Regions from separate parts of the Mus musculus genome. Here region 1 is linked to region 2. The links are chromatin contacts, called in public promoter capture Hi-C maps. All regions are on one chromosome and are shown on one strand. Each heading gives the region's core, a stretch centred on a gene start, on an enhancer-like site or on the middle of the called end of the contact. The rest is flanking DNA. Distances are from core to core; before and after follow the strand shown. Region 1 holds the start of Erich6b (glutamate rich 6B). Region 2 overlaps Zc3h13 (zinc finger CCCH type containing 13).

What was found. Promoter capture Hi-C pulls out the DNA fragments that hold promoters and counts their contacts.
Region 1: a promoter capture Hi-C map of embryonic stem cells shows a contact between it and region 2, with 4 times the contacts expected there. The contact joins the promoter of Erich6b here to the enhancer-like site in region 2. A contact is called at or near these places in 20 of 39 promoter capture datasets (the 3T3-L1 cell line, the C10 cell line, the HPC-7 cell line and 11 more), 2 of 15 datasets of contacts at CTCF or cohesin (pro-B cells and stem cell-derived epiblast-like cells), 12 of 484 Hi-C or Micro-C datasets (the N1E-115 cell line, Th1 cells, cortical neurons and 6 more), 2 of 115 datasets of contacts at active chromatin or transcription factors (embryonic basal ganglia and oligodendrocyte precursor cells) and 4 of 9 other capture datasets (adipose tissue, embryonic stem cells, liver and 1 more).

What each region holds. Positions count from the first base shown.
Region 1 is chr14:75,639,596-75,644,620 of GRCm38.p6, forward strand. Erich6b (glutamate rich 6B) reads left to right here and starts at 2,627. Exons shown (of 13, transcript NM_001369022.1): 1 at 2,627-2,693. Gm36219 (a long non-coding RNA gene) reads right to left here. Exons shown (of 6, transcript XR_383598.2): 2 at 3,749-3,891; 3 at 2,875-2,986; 4 at 2,249-2,739; 5 at 1,795-2,024.
Region 2 is chr14:75,301,022-75,305,588 of GRCm38.p6, forward strand. The region is part of intron 4 of Zc3h13 (zinc finger CCCH type containing 13); the gene reads left to right. Among named protein-coding and RNA genes, the nearest start is that of Zc3h13, 19 kb to the left of the region's middle. Within about 2 kb of position 2,905, at least 5 of the 459 cell types and tissues checked have an H3K27ac peak or open chromatin away from gene starts, as enhancers often do. A contact at or near this core is called in embryonic stem cells, where this site is marked.

The DNA.
Region 1 (5,025 bases), core at 1,377-3,876, 340 kb after region 2:
TAAGTGTCAGGCAGGTACAGGAAAGCAATAGATGCTGTCCCTAGACCCTCCATTAGGCTGTAGGTTCTCCTGTTGCCAAAAGCAACCTTCGAATGAGAGACCTGGTAGCTGACGGCTGGAGAAGACAGAAAGTCTGCTTTGGGAATCAAAGAGGCAGACAGGGGACAGACAACAGAAAGAGAAGTGAGGTCAGTTCCCAGGCTGCCCCACTTGGGGGTCAACACAGTGTCCCAGCTTAGATGCCTGGGAAACTGAGGCCAAGCCTTCTGGAAGTCATAGTACACGGGTGGGATTGTAGTGGGAGGACGGGAAGGGAGGCCTTGAGTTTTATCTTTCTAAAAAGAAGGAGGAGGAAAGCCATGACCTGATATATTTTAAGTAATTACTCTCTTTGTGAGCTATGGAGGGAGGGAATTAGAAGACCAACTAAGAGCCTTGTAAAATCTCCCAGAGAAGAGGAAGCAGAAGGAATGATCAGCCTCTGGATATGTGTTTGGGTAGAGGACCTAGGAGTCAGAAGCGCATTCACCTGGGACACAGGAGAGCATCTCTAGGTGCTTGGTCGGAGCAATGGCGCAGCTCTTTATCAAATGACAGAGACTAGAGGAAGGGTAGCTTGGGGGAGGGGCCACCCACAGTCCAGGCTACATGGATGGATGTTTCTTCTGGGCACCCAGGTAGAAAGGCCAAATCAAGCAGACGGCCACAAGAAAGTAAACTATGTCTTTATTGGGTGCTTATGGCAAGATTTATGAAAACATTTGTCTTATCACCATTTTCCTATCAGCCTCTAATAGAGAGCATAGTCTTCCATGATAGCTGAGCAAGGCATCTCTAGAAGCAGCCTTGTGGGGTAGGAAATGTCTGAAAAGATGCTTTGTTCAGGGACCTAATGGCATGTATGCCTTACTGAACCCAGAGAGGCAGGCAGTAATTACTCTCACAAGGACCTCCGCCTGCCTCTCTGCCTCTCTCCATCCACTACGATCCTAGGCTTGCCTTTGCCAAGAGTGAGCATTGTGGTTGCATTTCTTCCCTGGGGCAAGATGGTCCAGAGGTAGGGCTGATAATTACTACCAAAGGAAAGAGACAGATAAATTCCCACCCAGATCCATGACCGATTCAGTGGTATTTGGAGGCTAGTCACTAAATAACTTAAAACCTGTAATGTTTCTGTCTCACTCCATCTATGTTCCCAACACCTCCTAATATGATATAGGCATGTAGTAGGTGTTTAAGAAAATCCCCACAGGGGCTGGAGAGATGATGGCTCAGCAATTAAAGCACTGGATGCTCTCACAGAGGTCCTGAGTTCAGTTCCTAGCAACCGCATGGTGGCTCACAAGCATCTAATCTGGGATCTGATGCCCTCTTCTGGCATGCAGATAGAGCACTCATATACATAAATAAATCTTTTTTTTTTAATCTCCCCAAAGGAATGACCCCATCTACATAAAACCAGTGGGCGCCATCTTGTGGAAGACTGTACAGTAACAATGGCCTAGATTCCAGACACCAGGCTGACAGGAAGGGAACCCTGACATGGACTCTGAAGCTAAGGGCACTGCTTGAAATGACAGACTTGGAAACTTTCCTTGAAGCTGTGTGTACACAATACAGCACACTTTTTTACTTAGATTCATGTAAGGGCATTGGAGATGATGGTGCGGGCAGGGAGGGGCAGCTATACCCATTCTCACAGGCCAGCCCTTGGCACTGCCCTTGAGTCTGCTTGATACCCAAAGCATACCCAAAGCAGCCAGATCAGTTCTCCACTCTCCTGCCCAGCAATACCTTTATGAGCCTCGCCTGGGTCTCCTCATTGCCTCGGAGAGGGGCAGAAACGGCCACCGACTGTTCTCTGTTTACTGGTTTCCCGGTGGGTCTGTGCCCCTTACTTTCCCAGCAGTTTCTTTTGTGTTGTTGTTGTTCTCAGCTCTTCCCAGGAGTCTAGCCCAGGCCACCAGGAGGCACTATTAGCCAGGAACACACAGTCCTAGTGACTGCTTAGGCGTCACAGAAACCTGCAGTTTATACAGCTTGTCAGACTCACTCAGAAAAGAAAGAATTGGAATTACAAACTTAGATGCAAACACAATTGCTTATTAAGAATGGGAAATCACAACAAAGCATCACATTTCAAATGCCCAGCTCTCTTTCTGATGAAACTTCTGTACAAGTACCAGAAATGCCCACCCCTGTATTCAAATCGGCTGGTCTGACCTCCTCTCCGTCCATCCCAACCCACCCTGCAACACCAGCGAGTCCATCTAGAGTCACGATCAGTACATTTCACCGGGGTTCTGTCCCCTGACTCCAGATCAGGCCCATGCATGTTCCCAAAGGCAACTCTCTGTCTCATGGATAGCACTCAACGGAGCCGATGAGCTGATGGTGACACCCAGGGGCTTAGAGATGTTGGTCCTGGGTTCCAGCGCAGGTGAGTCCACACGGGATGCCCTGGGAGGCACTCCTACCATCTTTTCACCTTAGAAGCCAGACTCCCTTCCCTCCCTCTCCCTCTCCCCTCTCCTCCTTTGGCTGGGAACTGGAAGCTAAGGGTCCAAGGTATAGAATGCCCGAAACAACAGAGAAGTGGTAGAGATGCGTGTTCCGTTCCCATGGTAACAGAGAGCGACTTAAACTCGAGATTGGAAGGGTGCAGTTGACTCGCGGCCAGGATCCAAGATTGGGTAAGAGCTCTGAAGGCCAGGCCTGGGCTCCTCCAGCCTTTGGGCCCTGGAAAGGAAGAAGCAATGGAGAGAGAGAGTCCAGGGTGGCAGAGTCCAAGGATAGCAACGGGATATGCCAAGTACCCAGACCCCTTTGTTGCTTGTTATTTTGTCTGTTTTGTTTTTTCTACTCCTGCACTACCTTGATCTTTCTGTTTCCTGCCTTGACACCATCCTCCCCCTGTGAAGAGTGGTGTTCTACTGGTCCAGTACAAATAAAGGGGTGGGTTCGTCTCCTCCAGAGAATCCAGGCACTGAAAAGAATCCTCAAATTAAAACTTGTCTTGCCCAGGCCTACCCCTGGGACTCAAAGCAGGTCACTCAGGTTTTTTCTACCACCACCACCACCACCACCCACCCACCCACTCACCCACCCCTGCCTCTCACTTTTGGGAGGTTTGAGAGAAACAGCACCCCCCTACCTAGCCTGGGGGGGGGGGGTCAAGAGGGAGCAGAGCCAAAGCCAAAGGTTGGCTTTTCACAAGTGTTCTGTACCGATGACTGCAAGCTCAAAGTCACCCCCTTTCAACGGCCAAATTCCAATATATTTGAAATCCTATTTGTTAAAAGAAAGCAAATAAGTAAATAAGCCCTAGACAATATTCTCAGCAGGGCACTGGGTGTCTGTTTGTAAAGGCTACAGCAATTGGTGCATGAGGGTTTAGTGAAGCTTTGGGAATCTAGAGTTTGTCCCTGGCATGTTTGAAGGTGGATTCAGACCAGCAAAACAGAAGCAGCCATCAGTAGTCCCCCTCAAGAGGAAAAGCAGCTGCCTTCCAGCAAGGGCCCTGCCAGAGAGCTAAATAACAGGACTTATAAACAGTTCCAGACAGCAGTGTTCCAGATTCGCAGAACACTGTAGGACTCCCCATGACGGAAGTGAGATCTGCCCCCTTGTTTCCTGCAGGTTTTCTAAACACCTGCTTCCAGAATCCCAGGGAAGCCCAGGGGTCCCAGGGTTCACTCAACGATGTCTTCATCCACTCCTGGCTTCACTGTCTGAGCCCATCACTCACCCCATTGGAAGGTTAGGTGGATGAAACATCCAAACCATTTGCAGTCAGTCTCCTGTATGCCTCTCTTCTGCAGCTCATTAATTCAGTGTACAAACTTCTGTTGAGAGCTCACAGTAAGCCAGGCATTGAGGTGGAATTGCATCCTGTGAGTGAGGCAGATGTGCCGACAGATGTGAGACTTGCAGAGGTACAGTGTGAGAGCTGGGGGGGGGGGGGGGTAAAGACACACTTTCTCTACACAAACCTAGAAACAAGAACAGCCTGGGGGAGCAGGCCCCAGATTCAGGACTGATCATGTGACCAAGGCTTGCTCTAGCTCTGAGGTGCCAGTGTCATGTGATTCCATTGCCTGAATTCTTGCCCTCTTACTACTAAATACAAGCCAGATTGACTCTTAGTATTGATTGATGTAGCACTAATAGCAGAGACTGTGTTGTAGTTTAAATGTTAAATGTCCCCTGTAAGCTCATGTGTTTGAACACTTGAGTCCCAGATGGTAGCGCTGTTCTGGAAGCTGGGGAGCCTTTGGGACTTAGGATCACTGGAGGTTTTACTTGCTTCTGGTCCCAGTCTGTGTTCTCTGCTTCCTGCTTCAGGCTTTGTGTGAAGAACCCGCCAAGCACCCCTACTGCGGTGGGACTCCCTGTCATGCCTCCCTTACCACGGTAGACTGATCCTTCTGAAACCGTGAGCCAAGATGAATCTTCCCCTAATTTATTCCTGTCAAGTATTACGTCACAGCAATGAGAAAAGTGGCTGAGTCACCCCTGATGGGCACATCAAGTCTGACAGGAAAGACGCAGGCAGAGTTTTTAATGAACTGCCTTGTCTGATGTCCTCAGGTCTGTTGGAAGGCATCTCACAATTACCTACCCCAGCTCAAGGCTTCCTTTGCACTGAGCCAGGGAGGAGCTCTACCCTCTGTCTCTCCTGATACATCTACTAAGAGGACCCTGAGCAGAAAATCCTTCACCCTTCTGAGATCTCAGCCAATGGTGTGGATCAAACTAGTCCTGGTTTCATTCTTTCATTTGACCCAGTCCATCTTGGGAGGCACAACTGTGACAGTGCAGGATCAACCCCACCTGTGTTCTTCCTGCCCCACCAAAAAGAGGCTGATTTTGTTGTCTTTCAGTGCAGTCCCTCCGTGATGATTAATGTAGTTGTCAACTTTCCTAGATTAAAAACCACCGAGAGATGGTAAAGAGCCCTTCTGTTTCTATGAGGATGTTGCCACAGAGTAATTGCATGGGAACTGTAAATAGAGAAAACCCTAC
Region 2 (4,567 bases), core at 1,655-4,154:
AAAATGATAAACAAACAAACACCTCTTTGCAATGTTTTAAGTAAGTTTATGACTAGGGAGCGAGAAACCTGTTCTTGTGTAGCCTGTGCTACCCCTGAACTCTTGTTCCACCAGTCTAAGTAGCACTGCAGTTAAGAGCAAATGTCACTACTCTGAGTTGCTTTCCTAGCTATCTTTGGGTTCCTGTATCTGGCAAGTTGCCCCAGATGGAGAGCTGGGCTGTAGAGCTGATTCACATGGAGGAAGTGGGTCTCTGAGAGTGGGCCTTCTGGGTTCTAGCCCATCCCTACATCCTGTCTGGTCTCTGCTTCTTAATCTATGTTTGAATCACTGTTTCTTCTAACCTACTGTGGGCTGTACCCACAGTGAACCCAAATAAACTTCTCCAGTGTTTAGTTGTTTTTGTCCAGTCTGTGTCATAGAAATGAGAGAGTAATTAATGCCTAGGTTATTGAAAAGTTAAATTTCTTTGTAGTTCTTACGATATGCCTTGTTTAGGATATACCTGCTAATATATGTCTGACCATTAGGAGTTTAGTTATTGTATTTTTAAGTAACCAAATTAATACATGCATAGGTTAATCTGTGTCATTCTCATTGAAATATTAGGATTTCTTTTTAGTTTTGTAAACACAAAATACATGATTTCAAAGCAGTTTATATTCACATTTAAGAAGTCTGGTGTCCATCTTTTGATTGCTCTGCCTTGTTCCTCATAGACCACATTTATTTTTACTTTCCTTCTGTTTTATCTGTATATATGTGCACTTGTGTATGATGCATATGTTACATGCATATGCTGATAGACATCTTGTGTATATGCACATAAATTTTAGTGTACATTTTTTATACATGAAAGATGACCTTAAATTTCACTTGACTTTTTAAGCTTTTTTTTTTTTTTTTAAATAAACAGGTGATCAGTCCATAGCAATATATTGAAAGACTTCTCAGGCTGGTGTTTCATTGTTCAACTATACCATGCACTATTCAACCAGTCTTTTGTGCATGGGGATTTAGGTTATTTCCGTGTTGCTCCTGCGGTAGAGCTGTGGTGAGTGATTGTGTACTTGACATATATATAAAAAAGTGTGTCTTAGAGCAAGATATATCTGAAGAAATAGGACTGCTACGTAGGCCAGCAGGGCTAAGCAGCCTCGTGCTGCTGTTGGTATGTGTTATTCTTGCTCCTTTTCTTTTGCCTTTCTGGTATGTTTTGCCATAATTGTTTTTCCAGCAAGATAGGGGAATTGATGGTGTGTCAGTTTAGTTTTCATTTATATTTTTCTTGTGAAGTGTAAGCATTCGCATGTATCTTAAGTGTGATTTTTCTGTGAACTCTTTAATATCTCTTCTGTTACGCCGATCCCTTGTGGTTTCTTCTCTATTTTTCAGTCTCCATATTTTAGGGATAAGTTAAATATGACTTATCTGAAAGTGCTGGAGACCAGAATGTTTTAAATTTTAGATCCCTCCCCCCTGGGTTTTAGGCTATTTGCTTATACATAGTAAGCCACCTTGGGGATGGCAACCCTATGTCAATGGGAGATTTATTTGTATTTCATATAATGTGTTCATGAAGCCTGAGGGTGAGTTTTCTGGGTTTTGTGCACCTGTATTTTTAGGGAACCTTTACATGGGGACAGCTCTAGATTCCCACCTGGCCTGTGCTGGTGCTCAGAAGCTCAGATTGGAACATTTCAGATTTTGGAGTTTTGAACTAGGGATGCTCAGCCTGCAATAACACTTTATTTGGGATATCAAGTATAATAATTTTCATTTCTCTTCTTAAAAAAGTTTCTGCTTTAACTCCTGTCTTGAGCTTCTTGTCTTGGCTTCCCTTAATGTAATAATCCCTTTCCTCCTTCAGTTTGATTTTGGTAAATGTTTTATCATAGCAACAGAAAGCTAAATAGCATATTAGTATAGAGAAGATAGTAGATTAGTGAAAGTGAAGAACATGAAATACAAATCTGTGATAAATATGAGATGTCTCTGGCTCTTGGTCTGATAGAAAAAGGTACTGATGGGATTTAGTAATGATGTTCAAATATCTAAAGAGTTAGCAAGTGAAAGGAAAGAAGTACTAGACTTGTTTTGTATAATTCCAAAGACTAGAACTAGTCCTCATCAATAGAGTCTGGAAAGATAATGATTAATAACGAATTTTCTGATATTTAGAGCCTTCTAGAAATAGGAGTGGAAGGATATACAGTAGGGAGCTGCCACTGGAAATCTTGGAAGATAATTTTTCCCTGTTAAATTTTCTAATAAAGGATTTTTGTAATTCTAAATTGTTATTAGACATTTCCTTCCATAAGGTTGGAATTATATTTCTTTAAAAAAATAACATTTTATTTGGCTACTTATCCACTTACAATACTACTTTTCAATTACTAGCTTCAATACTTTTATTTTAGATTCGTTGTAGTATCTCCTTACTATATAAAATAAGACTTGTAATGAACATAATTTGTCCCACAAGTAAATGTTCAAGAAAAGAAACTATAACTGAAAGTAATGTAAAACTCCATAAACATTGGATTTCTGAAGTGAAGAAACCTAAAACATTTTACCAAGCTAGGCACAGACTTACTAGACATCACAACTTGGTCTTAATTGAAGTGATCCAGTTGTAAATCACACGTAGATGATAAGTTCTTAGGCTTTGATATAAACATATTGGTATGTTTGATCATAGGATTGATCATAGGCAGCATTGTTAATTAATATGCTTTGAAATTTTTAATAATGTTATTCTTTGAGAATTTCATGTAATGTGTTTTGATCATTTTCACCCGCCTCACCTCCCAGGCCGGGCCCACCCTCCCTGACCTGACCCTCCCTCCCTGACCTCCTGACCCACCCAACTGCACGTGTGCTTGTTATTTCCTCCTCCCTCAATCTTAAAGCCACCCACCCGGTTTGTATTGAATGTGGGGCTTGCCCTGGAGAGTTCTTGATGCGGCAAGGTCACACCATTAAAAAAAACTGGCTTATTTCCCTGGCCTTGTTCAGCCTGCTTTCTTACCAAACAGAAGACCACTAGCCTAGGGGTGGCCCCACCCACAGTCAGCTGGACCCTCCCTCATCCATCAGTACTAGTTAAGAAATTGCCCTACAGCCAGAGCTTATGGAAACTTTTTTTAAATTGAGGCTTCCTCCTCTCAGTTGACTCTAACTTGTGTGAAGTTGACATAAAGCTAGCCAACACACTTGTAAATGAGCGTTATGATTTGAAGTGGGTTGGTTACTGTATGATAGGAAAAAAATATAATCTTCTAACTTGAAATTCTCCCACATGTTGAAGCCTGAGTGCATACTGTATGATAGAAGGTCTATGTGATCTCTGGACAGAGTCAATTGGGTTGAGAAAATAAGAACAACTCAAGATTAGACGGTTTTAAACCTATAGGTATGAACTGCTTATATAACAGAGAGCTGTATTGATTATTGTACTTCTAGTTCAGAATGTGATCTAAATAGTCTGTTACATGTAGATACAGATCACCTTGAGTATTTCACTGTGCCAGTACTGCTACTCTGAAACTCTTGTTATTTTTGTTAGTAGCTAGGTTTTGTGTGGTACTTTAGAAAGTTGGTTGTTGTATTCACTATTTTGGAGTTAGTTTCTTATAAAAATATTTTCAGAATGGGTATGTGGTGTACATTCAGAAGTTGCCTTGGACATAGGACAGTTTTTCACTGGTATTAGGCACTCTGCTCTTTATGCTACAGTAATTGTCTTTCTTTTCTTCTTCTTGCCATCCAACAAACACCCGTTTCTTTATTTCTTGATCTTTTGTAAATTTTCTGTGACAAATTTAATTCTTATGTAGTCTTTGGTCAACCTGTATTGCTAGCAAGCAAAAACATAATGTAATTTTGGAATTGATGTTTGTAATTTATACCTAAATGTATAAAATTTAAAGGGATTATTTAAAAAGAAAACTTTAAAGAAAAATTAATTTATGTTTCAGGCAACCAAGTTTTATAACTGAAAATACTCAGAAGTTTGAGCTCTTAATCTAACTGACATTCATAGTTAGTATTTAGACTAAAAGTGGTAAATTCACTGTAAGGGGCTTTGATTATTTTCTTATTATTTAGTAAAATGTGGTTTGGAATCTTATGGAACAGAGTATTCAGTTAAATTACTGAATTACTTTATAAATTGAATTACTATTTTCCATAGATTACTATTAAGCTTAGAGTAACATCTAAACCCTAGTGTTTTATAGTGTTTAACTCAGTATTAAGGATTAATACATTAGTTATGTTAAATAACACTTGTTTTAACCACTTTTTTTAAGTTTTTATAAAATTATTAAAATGAATTTGAATGCATCCTTTAGTATATAGAAAAAATTTTAAGGCCTAAATTTTTTTTAGAGTCTGCTCAGTGGTTTAGTCTTTTAAAGTTGGATTTTATGTACGGTTACTTAGCTAATCTTTCTATTGTATTGTAGTAATTTTAAACTGTTTTTTACCTAGTGGGCTTTTACATGGAAGCTTAGTATGGAATAGAACATCAAAAGATTGGGTTTCATTGCATTTTAAAAAATAT